Linked DNA regions of Arabidopsis thaliana: region 1 is linked to region 2. The links are chromatin contacts, called in public capture Hi-C maps. All regions are on one chromosome and are shown on one strand. The core of a region is the stretch at or near the end of the contact, and the rest is flanking DNA. Distances in the headings are between cores, read along the strand shown.

What was found. Capture Hi-C pulls out chosen DNA fragments and counts their contacts.
Region 1: a capture Hi-C map of root shows a contact between it and region 2, with 2.3 times the contacts expected there. A contact is called at or near these places in 2 of 3 other capture datasets (root and seedling).

The regions. Positions count from the first base shown.
Region 1 is chr1:23,158,451-23,161,150 of TAIR10.1, reverse strand. FMO GS-OX3 (flavin-monooxygenase glucosinolate S-oxygenase 3) reads right to left here and starts at 1,417. Exons shown (of 7, transcript NM_104934.3): 1 at 693-1,417; 2 at 533-603; 3 at 1-58. The coding sequence starts at 1,239.
Region 2 is chr1:23,012,236-23,014,948 of TAIR10.1, reverse strand. AT1G62290 (Saposin-like aspartyl protease family protein) reads left to right here and starts at 1,348. Exons shown (of 13, transcript NM_001036142.3): 1 at 1,348-1,438; 2 at 2,262-2,636; 3 at 2,710-2,713. The coding sequence starts at 2,268.

The DNA of each region.
Region 1 (2,700 bases), core at 168-2,667, 150 kb before region 2:
TAGCTATGTCCCTACTAATATCGGCACCACTCGCAAAATTTCCTATCACCACCACCACCTAGCAAAATATCAATACAATAATATAGATCGTAAATGAAATTAATTATGATATATAATTTTGTGGACCAACTTACAGTTACGTTTACGTATTAATAATTTAATAGAGCTAATTTTTTATCTTTTTTTTGAATCTAATGTTAAATTATATTCAAAGAAAAAATAGCATTTTTACAACTGACGGAACGGTTTATCGAGAGAAAAATTTAAAGATTTTTTCAAAAATTTTGTAGTCCGAACAATTAGATGCGAGTTAATCAAGCTTGGGCTGCAAGCCAAACTTGAAAAGCTGCATCATACCTCCTATCACCCAAGCGTCTGATAGAGCTAATTTAAATTTCTAAATGCATACGAACAATGCTTTACTTCCAAGAACTGAGAGATGGAGTTCTTCCATATAGACGCAATGATGTAGAAAGTTTTCTTAACCTAGACCATATGCTTTACCTTCTTTTACAAAGGAAAAAAAAATTACCTCGTTTTCGAATGGATCAGGAACTCTATAGTTGTGGCTATGAATCTGCTTTCCTGGCCACGATTTTATACCTATGGATACACATTTTTTGGTTATTCTCAACTAACTTTTACACTGTTATTAAAAGAAAAGGTGAGTATTTATAAATTAATATTTTTACCAGGAATATGAGCAATATTTGGTTCTGTATAGTGACCATTGCAAACCACGACGGCGTCATAGATCTCATCTTCCAAGAACCCGCCGGAGTTTTTCGACTGGACCCTCCAGTTCCCGTTGTCAACCGGTTCAACGCGAACCACCTCGGTCTCGAACCGGATCATCTCCTCTATTTTAAACTCTCTAGCAAAGTCTTGAATATACGCAAGAACTTCCCTATGATTTGGATAACGTCTCGCGTCTCTTGACTCGTCATCGAAACGTGGCAAAAACGGGAAGTCCCTGACACCCATACTTTCTCTCGGGACATTGGTTCGGAGAGACTCGTAGATGCTCGAGTGGACTTTGGATCGGGTGGGGTCAAGGCTAAGTGGATCGGAATCGGATTTAGGTGTGTAAACCCATAGACCACCGACTTGTTTCTCCCGTTCAAACACAACTACACTGTGACCTTCACGACGGAGCTCCCTAGACGTTATGAGACCGGCTGGTCCGGCTCCGATCACTGCCACGTGTTTAGAAGTGATTTGGTTTTGAGCTGGTGCCATATTTTGTCAAATCTTAATAATAGTAGGTTTTGTGTATAAGTTGCATCAGCTTCAGGCCAAATATAAATACTATATTTTAATGGCAAGATTACAGATGTTACATTTCATCTAATGGTTATGGAATTTTATTACTCATTCCAATCCACGTGTTCGGTGAACGACGTGTAAGTGATTAGAAATTTTTCAATTTTTATGTGACCTTTTAAGCTCCGGGCATTGCTTTTGTCAAAGTTTATTTATTTAATAATAGGTCCTTTTTCATTTCTTTTTGTGTTCTTATTCTTATGATTTTTTTTTTATCATGTTCATCTTATGTTTGTTGAAATGAAACTTCATCACAAGATAATCTTATTTTGCTAAGAAATATTTTTTCGTTATAAACGTAACTTCTTTATTAAATAAATCTAGTCTTTTACGATTCCTTATTTATTTAGCTGTCGTAGACAAGCAAGTTAATTTACAGACAAACTAGTGAAATCCAGTAGGTTGGTGAAGAAAGTGAAAACACGTGTGGAATTTGCAAGGCAGGAATCTTGGTGGAGATGGGACAACAAATAATTGTCTACAGTTAATATTTTCGTGGACAAGAAAAAAAAAAGACAATCCTTGGAAAGCTACTATTACATCCATCGAAAGTTCCACATCGCTGATTTCATTTATATATATATATAAGAAAGAGAAATCATTAATCATTACTAGATTTCATCGTTACAGACTTACCGTTATCACTTACTCGCACTACGAATAAATTCAAAAATCAATGTATACATATTCATTCTCATTACTCATTAGATTTCATCGTTACCGTTATCATTTACTCGCGCTATGATTTTTTTTTAAAAATCAATAGAAGTTCTCTATAAGTCAATTTACAAAATAGAAAACAATGAAAAAAAATCCAGGAATGTACCTTAAAAATTTAGCACCAAAATCTGTCAAGAAAACTTTGAGAGCATCCACATTGATTATTTATATAAGTGTTTTTAAATGAGCATATATTCAAATATATATAAATTAAAAGAAATATATGGGTGTCTTTAAAAGGAGAGTTGTGTTTTCTTAGAGACAATTAAATCGTCCTACACAAAACATGCAAGAGATGCGTAGGCTAGATCACACTATATCACAATTCTTAATTAGCTTTATGATTTTAGTTGATGTTCTACGTATGGACCATAGAGAAACCAAACTGAATTCAACCAACATTTCTTCAACTACTAGACACAGAAATACAAAGGGTGAAAGGATCGTTACGTTAATTGGTACGATGCTATGTATTTTATGGGGGAAAATTTTCATTTTAGTTCAGGCACGTTGAAAGTCATTCACCTGTTTTCCTACCCAACATCACTGTTCTTTTCCTCTGTTCTTTCTTTCGTTTATCTATAATTACATTTCCTTCTTGAGACAAGTTGCAGTTGGAATTTTCTCTAGTTATCTTGTGAAACTCCTAACCTCCCT
Region 2 (2,713 bases), core at 99-2,598:
CATGTTAACGATATCATTGGGGCACAATTGATTGGCAAGGATCTAACTGGATTGACTGCTATAGACAACATAATCGTTGGAATTGGTGAGAACCCAAATGTGCATGTTATTCTTGTTTGTCTCTTTATTTTAAAACATCAAGAGCCATTATTCAAACCTTGAAATCTAATTATGATCAAACAGCTTGCAACAAGAAAAAGAAAAGTAGATTTTGAAATGCCAACAAGAATACGGTAATTTTGAATGTCATTGAACAACTTTTGGGGATAAAATTTCATACCAAATAACAAATTAAAATCTGATGCAAAGACGTGACTAATTAAAGTTTTCATAGCTAGCTAGGCAGTCAGAGCAAAATATCAAAATCATAAAATGGACATAAGAAAGGAAGAGACCAAGAAATTACTTCATGGTTCTTTTTGCCCCTCTTCTTTAGCCTTCGAGACTTCTCATCTTCTTAAACAAAATAATCATGTTTAAACAATCACAAAAGAACATAAACTGGTTATTTTGAAAATTTTGATGGCTCAAGAACTTTGGGAACTGTTCCGAAATGATTTAATAAGTACGTGGTGATGAAATTGAGTATATTAAAACATCTATCTGCACAGCAAGAAAGACAAACAACTAGAAAAATATTTTAAATGAAGCACCACCATCTTAACACTAAGCTTAGGTTAGGTGCTTTCGTTTTTTTTTTCCATTTTTGAGCTTAACTTATAGCATGTCAAAATTCTCATTTGATGGTTGTTTTTGTTTGTAATTGTTCAGATTCTCATTTACGTATGTGTAATTGCTCAAATCCTTATTTTTGGAGCATTATTGCGACACTATGTCAATCATATACCTGAGACTCATGTGGACATATGATATTATCGAGTTAAATATGGGTATTGTTTATAAATTGTATGATATATGTAGTTCATATGATTATTATTTTTGTTAGGATCATGTGTTCCTGATGAGATTGTTATATTGATTATTGCATGCATGGTTAATTTCAGGTTTGTGGCAAACGTTTATGAAACCCTTATCCAAATAGAATGAGCTTTTAAGGCCCATGAAAAACTATCCAAACATGATTTTTTTTGTCCCTTTTCTTCAACCATGTTATTTTTTCTCACAAAATTTGAAAATCTATTTTGGAATCTAAAAACTATTTCAAATTTTGGAAATTCTAAAATTGTCTAATTAAACAGTTATAAAAAATCCGAAAGAGCAAGTAAATTAAGCTCGAGTGTAGCAACTTACCAACAAAACTTAGTGGGTCATATCTTATCAACACGTCAACGATCAAAACCTTTAGCCTATTAAATTCAACGGCTTAGATCAAAACGAAACTAGGTGGGTCCCACTTTTAATATCGTGGCTGCATAACATTTCCTCGATAACTGAAGCCGTTGTGGTCTTTCTCAGAATCTGGTGCTTAAACACTCTGGTGAGTTCTAGTACTTCTGCTATGATCGATCTCATTACCATTTCTTAAATTTCTCTCCCTAAATATTCCGAGTTCTTGATTTTTGATAACTTCAGGTTTTCTCTTTTTGATAAATCTGGTCTTTCCATTTTTTTTTTTTTGTGGTTAATTTAGTTTCCTATGTTCTTCGATTGTATTATGCATGATCTGTGTTTGGATTCTGTTAGATTATGTATTGGTGAATATGTATGTGTTTTTGCATGTCTGGTTTTGGTCTTAAAAATGTTCAAATCTGATGATTTGATTGAAGCTTTTTTAGTGTTGGTTTGATTCTTCTCAAAACTACTGTTAATTTACTATCATGTTTTCCAACTTTGATTCATGATGACACTTTTGTTCTGCTTTGTTATAAAATTTTGGTTGGTTTGATTTTGTAATTATAGTGTAATTTTGTTAGGAATGAACATGTTTTAATACTCTGTTTTCGATTTGTCACACATTCGAATTATTAATCGATAATTTAACTGAAAATTCATGGTTCTAGATCTTGTTGTCATCAGATTATTTGTTTCGATAATTCATCAAATATGTAGTCCTTTTGCTGATTTGCGACTGTTTCATTTTTTCTCAAAATTGTTTTTTGTTAAGTTTATCTAACAGTTATCGTTGTCAAAAGTCTCTTTCATTTTGCAAAATCTTCTTTTTTTTTTTGTTTGTAACTTTGTTTTTTAAGCTACACATTTAGTCTGTAAAATAGCATCGAGGAACAGTTGTCTTAGTAGACTTGCATGTTCTTGTAACTTCTATTTGTTTCAGTTTGTTGATGACTGCTTTGATTTTGTAGGTCAAAATGGGAGTATACTCGAGAGCGGTTGCGTTTTCGGTCTTTGTGTCGTTTCTGCTGTTTTTCACTGCTTATTCTAAGAGAAATGATGGAACATTCAGAGTTGGCCTGAAAAAACTGAAGTTGGATCCTAACAACCGACTCGCAACACGCTTTGGTTCCAAGCAAGAAGAGGCCTTGAGATCTTCTTTGCGTTCGTACAACAACAATCTTGGTGGTGATTCTGGAGATGCTGATATTGTCCCGCTCAAGAATTACTTGGATGCTCAGTACTATGGTGAGATTGCTATTGGTACTCCACCGCAGAAGTTCACTGTCATTTTTGATACCGGAAGCTCTAACCTTTGGGTGCCATCAGGAAAATGTTTTTTCTCGGTAAGCTTTACACCATTTGTTAGTTTTTAGTTTAAGAGATAAAACTTATTGTTTTGTTCCCGTTGTTATCTAGCTGT